Regions from separate parts of the Sus scrofa genome. Here all the other regions are linked to region 1. Evidence: chromatin contacts called from public Hi-C and HiChIP or PLAC-seq data. All regions are on one chromosome and are shown on one strand. Each heading gives the region's core, a stretch centred on a gene start, on an enhancer-like site or on the middle of the called end of the contact. The rest is flanking DNA. Distances are from core to core; before and after follow the strand shown.

Evidence for each region. A called contact is a pair of places that touch in the nucleus more often than the background predicts. HiChIP or PLAC-seq counts read pairs in DNA pulled down with a chosen protein or histone mark.
Region 2: an H3K27ac HiChIP or PLAC-seq map of alveolar macrophages shows a contact between it and region 1. The contact joins the enhancer-like site here to the promoter of PIGV in region 1. A contact is called at or near these places in 4 of 47 Hi-C or Micro-C datasets (blood, fibroblasts, heart right ventricle and 1 more) and 2 of 2 datasets of contacts at active chromatin or transcription factors (alveolar macrophages and skeletal muscle).
Region 3: a contact with region 1 is called in a Hi-C map of fetal liver, with 1.9 times the contacts expected there. The contact joins the enhancer-like site here to the promoter of PIGV in region 1. A contact is called at or near these places in 2 of 5 promoter capture datasets (fetal skeletal muscle and liver), 17 of 47 Hi-C or Micro-C datasets (alveolar macrophages, blood, embryonic fibroblasts and 8 more) and 2 of 2 datasets of contacts at active chromatin or transcription factors (alveolar macrophages and skeletal muscle).

What each region holds. Positions count from the first base shown.
Region 1 is chr6:84,127,404-84,131,201 of Sscrofa11.1, forward strand. PIGV (GPI mannosyltransferase 2) reads left to right here and starts at 2,508. Exons shown (of 4, transcript XM_003356221.4): 1 at 2,508-2,610.
Region 2 is chr6:84,089,118-84,092,894 of Sscrofa11.1, forward strand. All of the region lies in intron 4 of ARID1A (AT-rich interactive domain-containing protein 1A), which reads left to right. Among named protein-coding and RNA genes, the nearest start is that of PIGV, 39 kb to the right of the region's middle. Within about 2 kb of position 1,909, at least 24 of the 83 cell types and tissues checked have an H3K27ac peak or open chromatin away from gene starts, as enhancers often do. A contact at or near this core is called in alveolar macrophages and liver, where this site is marked.
Region 3 is chr6:84,067,983-84,071,954 of Sscrofa11.1, forward strand. The region is part of intron 1 of ARID1A (AT-rich interactive domain-containing protein 1A); the gene reads left to right. Among named protein-coding and RNA genes, the nearest start is that of ARID1A, 20 kb to the left of the region's middle. Within about 2 kb of position 1,604, at least 41 of the 83 cell types and tissues checked have an H3K27ac peak or open chromatin away from gene starts, as enhancers often do. A contact at or near this core is called in embryonic fibroblasts and fetal liver, where this site is marked.

The DNA.
Region 1 (3,798 bases), core at 1,258-3,757:
CCCACAAAAAGTATCCACACTAAAAGTACCATAAAGTTCTGGTAAGGCACAGCTGCCTGTCATCAAAGGCATTAGTCCTGCCTGCTAACAGTTGACAGAGTCAGAGGCCAGTATGGTCATTTTTGTCCCATAATGATGTGGCCTCAAAGCCAAGATCAGGATTAGCTGTGCCATCTTTCCCATCAGATTAGAGCCATGGAAAGTTTAGTGTCTGGAAATTGAGTTACTGAGAGATGGCCAAGGCCACATCCAGATGTGGTGACAGAGCAAGGCAAGGCAGCTACGGAGAAATGCACTGTCTAGTTGCTCCAGGGAAGTAAAGTGTTCCATGAGAACTACAAAACTTCCTTCACATCTTCAGTGGGAAAATCATTTGCTCCACTTTTTGTTTAGAGAGTTATAATAGCCCATCTTTATCAGCTCTTTGTTCAGGTCTTTTCAGCTAAGACCTGAATGTAGTGGGCTGGCCAAGGGGTGGTTGGCAGTGAAGCATTTCAAGCATGGTAAACAGCAAGATCAGAGCCAGGCAAGTTCAAGAAACAGAAATGTAACTCTTACATTCTAGGACCCTACTAATAGTAATGCACCGCTTGCATTGTTCAGTTGGGAATTTGAATTATGAGAGTTTTTCTTGGTGGTGTAGGATATTTGCTGCTGCTTTTTTTTTTTTTTTTTTCCTTTGGTATTTCCTTCTTAATATAAGTGGCTGGGTGGTGGAGAATAATTTGGGAGCCCTGGGATACATCTCTGCCTCCCTGGCTCTCCCACAGTGCTGGCCGCTCAGCTGGTTCCCCGTGTAGATACAGGCTCCATTTTAGCTGCAGACTCTAAACGCAGACTGGAGTGAGCTGCCTCCTCCACTACTTACTCACAGCCTTGGAGGCCCAGAACCCCCCTCCCATCCCACCTAGTCTTCTTCCATTCTGATAAGCCAGAGCTTTCAGAGCAGAGATTCAGCTTCCTTGTTTTCCAGTCGGAGCAGGAGCCAGAAAATGAAACAGGAAACAGAGCGGAAGAGGAGGGGGTGGGTAGTTGAGAAGGAAAGGAAGGAGAAATTGCAAGAAAGTAGAGCTGAAGATCTGAAGGATGACAGCTGAGCTTTAGAAAACATTCTGACTTGTCAGAAGAGGCCCCTGTCCTTTTTACAAATAGATTTTTGAGGAAACTTGATGTGGACAGAGGGAACCTTAAGAATGCATGTCTTTCTCACAAAGGAAGGATAGTTCATTTCTCAATTTTGTTTCTGCAAACAGAGTGCTGCTTGGAGCCTCATAGACTTCTAGAGATTCAAGCCACAACCTTAGGCCCCAGTCAGCAGTGTGCCCCACAGCTTTGCTGATTCACTCACATGCCTCTGGAGCTTTTGAGAACAAGGTATGTCACCATAAAACCTGGGAGAAGAGTCTTTTAAACTCCATTTTACCCCTTCTCCTCCAACACACCAGGATGAAAATGTGATTTATCCACCTTAAACGCAACAAAACCTGAGGAAGTTTAGGTCTCAGGACCTAAAATGAGCAATAAAGAATCAAAAGATCCAGTCTCTGGCCCCCCAGAACTGCTGTGGGCTAGTTGTCATTGCTTGGAGAGATAGCAAACAGTTCTTTTGTTCCCACCCTATTAGCTGCTGCGGAAGATAAACCCCTCCCTCAGCCAGGGCTGTGGCCAGAAGCTAACACAGACCCTAGCTTCGTTTGGAGGGCAGATAACTGAAACCACAGAGGGCTTTGGAATCCTGAGAAATGAGAAATCCACCAACGGAGAAGGATTTATTATCTATTTCCTTTAAGGAGGGTGCAAAGTTGTTCTAACAGTTTCCGTTACAGGGGCACCAACTGGCCGCTCCTCCCTAACAGACAGTTTTGTTGAGTTAGCTGCTTCTTCTTTTTTTTTTTTCTTTTTTGGCCCCGCTTCCTACGAGAGAAACTGCTTGAAGGAGTCCCGGGGCGGTGTGGGGGGGTCCTCTAAAGTTTCCTTCACCATCCTCATTAGTCACCTGAGCTGGGGCTGAGGACCGAAGCAGGACAGGTCTTTAGTAGCTGGAGGAGGGGAAAGCCAGGGGGAACCCCCACTTTCTTCACAACCAGGACGCACGGTGCCGCTGCTGGCCACAGAAACCCCAAAAGGCTTCTTTTTCTATTCAAAGAAGAACAGCTATTGCTCCAGGCCCTGTGCTGACCTGTTGTTGCCGAACAGCAGGGAAAGTGCGGCTCGGGCTTCTGCGAAGAGGCCGCAGGGCAGCCCCCAACTCCGAGAGCCTCGGCCCACAGGGCAACTCAGTTGGTGTTTGCGGGGCGGAACTGGGCCAAGAGCATCGACTCTAAGCCAGCAGCCCCGACGGGCTAAATGAAGGCGGGGGAAGGGGCTTGAGGAGTTGGAATTCCTCAGGTGTCACCAAGGCAGGAAGGTGCCAATGCGGGGGTGGGGTGGGGGTGGGGTTGGCGCGGAACCGCGAGATCCTTCGTCCCCGCCCCACTCGCCCGGAGTCAACATGGCCGCCGCGGAGGGGGGCGGGGCAGCTCAGAATCCCGGCAGGAGCGGGGCGGGGCCGCCATCGGCGGAGCCAGTGCGCAGGCGCGACCGCTCGGGGCCCCGGATGGACGAGCTAAGGTTCGGGCCCCGCCTGGGAGGTTGAGAGCAGCGGGTGCCGGGGACCCGGCGCCAGCTTGGGAGCCTAGGAGTTCCAGGGGGAGGGAAGTTGTCAAACGGAGGCCGAGGGAAATGAGGCGGAGGCCGCGAGAAGCGAGGAGCCCCGCCCCTCCGCCATAGCGGCCTCCCAGTGCCGCCTCTTCCTTTACAGCCTGCAGCCCGCCCCTGCCTTCCGGCCCTAGGCCGGACCGGGCCCCACCGGTTCCCTCGGGAGTTAACCGCTGAGCCGTGTCCCCTTTGTGGAGAGGAGATGCCCAGTCCCTGGTTGGGACTACGTCCGAAAAGGAGAACGCGAGAACGGGCTTCGGACCCGGCTGGGCTTGGGAAAGATGGCCTCTGCCTCGCGGCAGCTAGCAAAACCTCTGGTCCTGAGGACCTTGGGTCAGAGCGACCTCCCTACCCCACAGAGGATGTTAATCTTATCCAGAGAAACTAGGGCTCCAATTCCACAGGTTTTCCTATCGGCCCAGATTGGGCCCTCCCTGCCTTGAGTACAAACAGCAAGAGCTTGCGCTGTCAGACAAGTACTGGGCTTGGAGACCCGGCTTGTAATCCAGTTTCTGGAAGACTGCAACCCTTTTGGCAGGAGTGAGGGCTGGTAGACTATGAGGTTTCAGAAGGGAAAAAAAGGAAAAGAAAAGACATTCTCTTTAAATATTGCTTTGGCTGTGCCACCTGACCCCAGCGAGCCTCAGTTTCCACATCCATAAAATGGCGATTGTAATTACACAGGCCTCATGGGGTGTAATGAGATCTCTGGTGGAAAAACTCTGGAGATTTTATTACCCTGGGCATATTTATCTCACAGGAAAACAGGGTAAAACTGGTTGCTCTCTAAGTGCCCTGCCAGTTCAGAATCTGTGATTTCGTTAGAGGGGTTGTTGGGAAGTGAGGCCCTCAATGAGCAGAGAGGGAGCTCACTGGTTTTATTTTCACTCGGTTTACCTGTAAGTTAAGGGTAGGCTGCACGTCTTCTGTTGTCGCTGGGTCTAGAGCTTGACTCTAGAGAGAGGAAAGGAAGAATGGAAGCCTGGTGAAGAGGCAGAGGTGGGTTACGTGCTCTTCTGTTCCCAACTCCTCTGCATGTGGGTGGGAAGTGAAAGAAGGGAAAAAGTGAATAAACGCTAGGATAGGCAACCAGCGGACGTG
Region 2 (3,777 bases), core at 659-3,158, 39 kb before region 1:
CATACTTGTTTTCTCTGGTTAGGTAGGAGCGGAAGTTCTTGATAATCAGGAATGAGGTGAACAGGAATAGGATCTTCAATGTCAAATTATCTAAAGATATTCTTTTATCACTTGGGTTTCCAAGCCCTTCTTTGGATTTCACTTAACACCATAGTAGCTATTAGCATTTATGCTTTACTGCTGTGATGTTCTCAAACTCTTGAGAGCTTGGGTTACAGTGATCTGGAAAGAGGAAATGGGAGGGAACTCTTATAGAATCTGAATCTTAGAGGGCAAGAGTGAGGTCAGGAAAGGATCTACAGCCAAAACCAGTCCTCCTTGAAGGGCAGGAATTGATATGTACTGAGTTGAATAATCACTCCTATTTTACATAAGAAATCAAGAGTCAGAACTAGGATTTGAATCCAGTTTTCTCTGATGTCTCAGATGAAATATTTGCTTTAGCCTTCCGCTCAGCAGAGGAAAGACATGGAAAATGTGATTCTCTCTTAATGTTTAGCCAGAAGCTTCAACGCTTTATTTTAACATTGACTGGACTTGTCCTAAAAGAAAGAGTATATAGATGGATTTCCATTTCACTTTCGTCTCCCCAGACTTCTCTGTGATGGAAATATAAGATGAGTTATGAACTGAGGGACAGGCAAGAGTGGGGGAAGAAAGATGGCCAAATCTATAGGTCACGCCTTCTGAAGGAACTAACCAATTAGGGAATCACCTGCAACAGTGAAAAGTTGATGAGGAAGTTCCCACTGTGGCTCAGCAGTAACGAATCCATGAAGATAGATGCGGGTTTGATCCCCGGCCTTGCTCAGTGGGTTGAGGATCTGGTTGTTGTTGCCAGCTGCAGCATAGGCCCCTGACACAGCGTGGGTCTAGCATTGCTATGGCTGTGGTTGTAGGCTGGAAGCTGTAGCTCCGATTGGACCCCTAGCCTGGAAGCTTCCATATGCCTCCAGTGTGGCCCTAAAAAAAAGTTGATGAGAGTGGTTCTTTGCTTCCCTTGTGTTGGATGGGAGCAAGCCTTGTTCTGTGCGCCCCCCCCTTTTTTTATAAACAGTGTCCTGATTAATACTAAAACTTTAACCAGTTAGATCCTTGATACCAAAAAATTGTGGTCCATCATCTAGCAACAACAAATATCACCTGGGAGCTTGCTAGAAATGTAGATTCTTGGGCTCCACATCAGCTTTATTGAATCCAGTACTGTGTTTTTCCTTTTTTTTCTTTTTCTTTTTGGTCTTTTTGCCTTTTCTAGGGCCACTCCCACGGCATATGGAGATTCTCAAGCTAGGAGTCTAATCGGAGCTGTAGCCGCTGGCCTATGCCAGAGCCACAGCAACATAGGATCCGAGCCACGTCTGCAACCTACACCACAGCTCACGGCAATGCCAGATCCTTAACCACTGAGCAAGGCCAGGGATCAAACCCACAACCTCATAGTTCCTAGTCGGATTTGTTAACCACTGAGCCATGACAGGAACTCCTGAATCCAGTACTGTTAACAAGATCTCCACACGAATCGTGTGTCTTACGGTTTAGAAGCAAGAAGGGGTTAGACCCTGAGATCTGAAAGGTAAAATTTTTCAAATGAACTATCATGCCAGAGACTTTGGAATACATTTTACCAACTGTGTCTAATAAACCACTTGGTTTGTGGGTGCTCTGGGGGCCCTGACTCCCCATGCTAAAGTCCAGACCCAATTGTGGAGCCACGCACAGCTCCCAGCATACCTCTGCAACTTCATCTTTATCTGCTCAGGTACCTTAAGCTCCTCAAAACTCCTGGGTCTTTCTGCCCTTGTCATTTTGCTTAAAATGTGTGTGTCATGTCTGCTCCCCCGCCTTTTTAAATGCCCAGCAAACTTCTTCTTTCAAAACCTAGCTGTGAAATACCTCCTCTGGGCCTTCTTCCCCATTTTCTTCATGTTAGCCTAGCATTATGCTTGTACCTCTGCTTGAGCACGCTGGCCTGTGTCTGATGCCTATGTCAGGCAGATACTTAGCAAACCTTTGTTTTGTATCGCCTAGGTTCTTGCTGCCTACCTGAGCCTAGGAGCCAGCTTTCTATCATCTAGGATCATTGGGGGGCACAGGGTGACAAATTCTTTAAAGGCTTAAAAAACTGGTGCATTTAAAAGATTTTAATTTTACACTGTTTGTGTTACCTTTTGTCACATTTCATGGTAAAAGGAGGCGGGGCCAACGTTTTTTACCTAGGTTTTTGATGACTTATTTTTAAAAGGCGAGCAGAAATGCCGCTAGCATTCTGGTATCCAGAGAAGCTGGGCCATTCTGAGATTGGTGACCTGTTTTCTTTTATCTGTGTATCTGTGCTTGCTCCCCCTGAATTGTAACCCAGGTGCTCTCACAAAGTCTCGAAAAGGAAATCCCCACCCCCTCTGTCATATCTGCCCAGAGCAGCTTGTACCCTGTGCAAGTAGCCATCCCTTCTCTAAATCGCCAGTTCTCTGGCAGGGCTAGCCAATCTGCTTCTCCATCTTAGTCACACTGCTTCAGTCCTGATACTGCCTGGTGCCTGCTGGAGCCTGTGCTGCTTACAGCAGATTACTGTATGCTTGTTCCTGGGCCTGTTTCCTGTTTCTATTCTAGTTGCTCGTGGCTCAGCTCTGCTTCCTGCCTGTGTGTCTCACACAGATTCCTCCTGCTGGAACCTTTTGCTTTTTTCAGAACAACTTCAGTCTGAAAACTAACCTCTAGGGTGATGGGTCCTGGGCTCTGTTAGCCTACTGAGGACTGGTGGGAAGTACCCCGCCCCAAAGCATGCCACTTGGATCTAAGCTTGTTTTTCAGTTTGTCCTCAGTCCTGCTACAGGAAGTGGGTGATTCGTTACTTCAGCCAGAAATTGGTATAAGAAGATAAGCTGGGATCTTTTTGGGGCAAAACTTGTCTTTACTCATTAGCTATGCAGGCCTGTCAGGACTATGGTGCCTTGGTTCTTTCCCACCTGGAGCATATAAGCTTACTTTTCTGCTGCTGAGGAAAGCAGTTGGTACCCTTTCTAGCCCAAGCCCAGAGAATATTTATTTGGGATTGGGCAGGTAATGCTGTTATCTTCAGCAGGGCAAAAGTTTGCAGAGAATATATAGATGGAAAGGAAAAGCATGTGCTGATGCAGCCTTCCATCTGTGTGAGCAGTTCAAAACCCCCATCCCTGGCCCCCCTGAGCTTAAGAGTGGGAAGGAAAACATGCAAGAAGATTGTCCTGAACACATGTATGTGAAAGTTCTAGGCTTTCCCATCTTATCCATTTTCCCCAGAAGACTTTGACTTAGGGAATAAACTTTGTGAATGATTCTTTTCTTTCTCTGCTCTTTTGGGATCTTCTGATTATACTGTTTCAGATAGAGTGGTTCTAAGCTGAACCTAGGTCATACTAAACTCTAGGTGAATTTAATAGAGAGGAGTTCCCGTCGTGGCGCAGTGGTTAACGAATCCGACTAGGAACCATGAGGTTGCGGGTTCGGTCCCTGCCCTTTCTCAGTGGGTTAACGATCCGGCGTTGCCGTGAGCTGTGGTGTAGGTTGCAGACGCAGCTCGGATCCCGCGTTGCTGTGGCTCTGGCATAGGCCGGTGGCTACAGCTCCGATTGGACCCCTAGCCTGGGAACCTCCATATGCCGCGGGAGCGGCCCAAGAAATAGCAACAACAACAACAAAGACAAAAGACAAAAAATAAATAAAATAAAAAAAATTTAATAGAGAAGGATTTAACATTGGAAATTAGGAGGATTGAAGGAACATGCTCTAGACTTGTCC
Region 3 (3,972 bases), core at 354-2,853, 60 kb before region 1:
AGAGCCAGGCCTCTTTTCTTGATCTCTGTCACTTTAGAGACAGAATGTGGGTTAGAGTGTCCTAAGTCTGTTGTCTGGTTGTAGCCCCTCCTAAGGGCTACATCAGGTTGGTGCTTTGGGTGATGTCTTTGAAATGGGCTCTTACTGAAAGGGAGAGCATGCCCTGATGTTCTAGAATCATTTCTATCAACAGAGTGAAGTAAGTAGAACGTTTCATTGATTATTATTTGTATTCAACTTGGACACTAATGGAACTGTTTTTTTTTTAATGGCTGCACCTACAGCATGTGGAAGGTCTTGGGCGAGGGACTGAATCTGAGCCACAGATCTGGCAACACCTAATCCTTTAACCCGCAGCACCTGGCTGGGGATCGAACCCATGCCTCTGCAGTGGCCTGAGCCAATGCAGTTAGATTCTTAACCCACTGTGCCACAGTGGGAACTCCACAAATGGAACTGATAAAAAATTAAAAAACAAAAAAAACCCTGTCTCTTCAGAGTGGTAGTTACGAACTAGTTGTTAGTAATTCCTCTCTCACTGTTGGCATATGATCAGTTTGTTTAGAACTTAAATGAACTAGAACTGAAATGGAAGAATTGTTTTCTGTCTCTTGTAAAGTAGAGAAATGGAATGTGATTCTCAGGTTGTGAATGATAAGAAACATAGGCTAAGTGGGTCTGATTTCCTGGATCAGGTGTTGGTATATCCGATGAGAGATTTTTACTTTCCTATCATCCCTTAAGCTTCAGGAAATCATTAGAGATATCTGGTGAGGCCAAGCAGGAGGCTAAGAATCTCTTATTGTCCTGGGTAACAAACAATGGGGAAACAACTGTTTAAATGAAGGGAAAAAAAGAAAGGAATCTTCTTATTTTAGGAGGCAGGGTCTGGGAATAGAACTAAACAAGCAGGTGTCTGGGAGAACCTCATTTGGGGTAGAGCTCCTTGACCAGTCTTCAAAGCCATGAAGTACTGGAGGAGTAAGAAAAGACAGGATGAGGATACAGATGTCAGAGTGGCTAGGGAGGGGGGCACAGTGAGAATGGCTTATGCTGGTCAACTCGTGTACCAGGGTGCAACGGGCTGTTCTCTTTAAGGAGGTCTACTCCTCGGCCTTCCTCAGAGCTGAGTGGGGCCACGTGGAGCTTGCAGGAAGCTGATAGTGGGTTGGTTGCAAGAGGCCTTAACTTTTATATTTGTCCCTGCTGGAAATGCTCCTTAATAGGGGAGGGTCCCAAACGGGAACTGGATCAACAGCTGCCGCCTGTCCCTGTAATCACAGGAAGCCTAGCCGGGTGCCTTTGTATGGGAGCTCCACAGCCAGACAATAGTTTGTGCTGGCGGGGCCATGTGGCGGCGAGTCACGTGACCTGGGGCTGTTTTCTGCCGGGGTCCTTACCCATCTGTTCTCTCGGCTCTTTCTGGGTTATCAGGCGCCAGTCCAAGTCCTCCCAGGCAGCCAGCTTCATGGCCAGAGATTACGAGCACTAACCTTCCTGGCAGGGGCGGTGTGGCTTCGAGTTTATGCAGATTAGCCATGTGTTTCTCACTTCAAGGCGTTCCACAGGAAAAGCCTTTTCCTGTGTTTGGCTCTCAGTGGGCGGTTCCCAGCTTACTGTACTGGGACTCAGCAAGCAGCAGGCGTGCACGAGAGGGATCACAGTACACTGGCCCCCTCCCATTCCACCTCCAGTGCTACGTCACCACAACACAACCACTCGCGCTCTCATACTGTTGGTGTCATTCATTCGGTGCCAAGATTGCTTTAAAAAATTCCCTTGGCCCCAGTTCAAACAGGAGTACAGCTGGGATGTGTTAGATTTTAGGCAGTCTGCCCTCAATTTGAGATGAGTTATAAATAGCAGTGCCGACTTCCTTAACTACCGCTCTCTGAGGTAAAATGCAGGTTAATTACTGTGGGAATCAATTAGGGGGTTCTTTCGGTTAAAGAGCCAAGGATGCTTTTTTTATTGTTATTATTAAAAGTCATACAACAAATCTGGCCAGGAATAAATTGGAAGCACAAGGAGTAAGAAATAATATTTTATTGTCCAAAATCCAAGATTATGGCTCTAGGTTTCTAATGGCCTTAGCTAGTTGGCATTTAGGGTGATATAGGACAAGTGATAGTCGGGACTTCTGCTTTCTGATGGACACTTTTTTTGGCAGTCCGCCCATCCCTCTAGTTGTGTACTTGCTGGTTCTTGGGTGCTAAATCTGGCTCCTCAGGTTTGCATCCTGGTTACTTCCTTTATGCATCTTTGGATTGGGACTGAAGCCTTGAGCTTTCCCCATTCAGACTTTAAAGAAGATTAACTTTCTCTTTCCTGGTGCCACTGTTATGTGGTGTGGTGCATTTTGGTGAACAGAATCTTTCACTTGCAAGTTGAAGTCCCTGGCCCTGTCTTCTCTGCTCTCTTCTCAATCAGTTGTGATCAGAAGTTGGAGGATTTCAAGTTTAGGGTGTTGTATCTCAGCAGCCTTTATGGTCTTTATGGCTTTTGGTGCAGTAGGAGGTTGTGAGGGATTCCATTAACCCTCTTGTCTGGAGGGGCTTTTGATGCCATTTGCTTAAAGCAGGGGAACTCTGTGCACGTAGTTAGTCTGTAAGCTGTTTGTTCTGAATATATTCGGAGGAACCAGCCTACTAGGCATCCTTGCTTTGATGCCCTTAGACTGCCTTTTTTTTTTTTTTTTTTGGTCTTTTTGCCATTTTCTTGGGCCGCTCTTGGGCTGCTCTCGCGGCATATGGAGGTTCCCAGGCTAGGGGTCGAATCAGAGCTGTAGCCACCAGCCTACGCCAGAGCAACAGCAACGTGGGATCTGAGCTGCATCTGCAACCTACACCACAGCTCACAGCAATGCCGGATCCTTAACCCACTGAGCAAGGCCAGGGATCGAACCCACATCCTCGTGGTTCCTAGTCGGATTTGTTAACCACTGCGCCACGACGGGAACTCCATAGACTGCATCTTTTGATGCATTTCATTTGGCAGGCAGTTTTGTAACACGTCTGGTGATCTGGAAAGGGGTAAGTGGTGAGTAGAAATGGGAGTTTTCTTATGGCTTTTTTCTCCTTTTTTAATTTTATTTTTTATGAACGCAGGAGAGTGTGTAGCAGGGGGTCCGACTTTCCTGATCAGGGAGGCAGCATTTTCCTCTCAATTATGTGTCTTCGTGGCAGAGCCTTTGCTTTTGAAGTGTAATCACAGTAATCTATTCCTGTGGTTTCCCATTGAAAGGATTTCCTCTCCATCTTTTCCAGAGTGGAATCTCTGGCTCTTTGGTGTTTTGGTGTGTCCCATTCCCTGCCCCTTTCTTGGTGCTTGCAGACTGCTGATGCTGGCTTTTCTATCTTGCATGTCGCAGGAATTTTTCTGGTCTGAAATTGCTACTTTCCATTAAAACAGATTAGTGAAGATATAAGGTCCCTTTTTTTGTTGTGAAAGATTGGAAGATGGCATTGTATCTATAATGCATCTATAACTGCAAATGACAAATCTTTCACAGTGGTTTTCAGTGTCAGAAGTGTGAGTTAAGGTCCCTGCCCACCTCCCTTTCTGATAATGAGCAGATGTTCAACTTTGACATGAGACCAGAGTAATTTGAACTGAGAATATATTTTGATTCGCTAAGCTGTATATTCTGTTGATTATAACCCTTTGGTGAAAGGAAGGAGTCAGAAATCTGATGTCCAGGAAAGAGAAGTGTCCTGATTTCATTTTTAGAATAAGAATTTCCTTATCATTTATATTTAGTCTGCAAGGAATTTCTAAAGTTAATGGCCTGTGTTAAACAAACAAACAAAAAAGTTAATGAAAGAATCCTTGAACCCTTTATTAACTAGTGGCGTTGTAATTGAGCAGTTCTCTATGGGGAGTATAGGCTCCCTGATGTGAGAGAGGAAAAAGTAACTTGCCTTTAGCTTTTTGTTTTTGAGCTCTGTGTTTGGGGTTGCCTGTGTGGTTTAA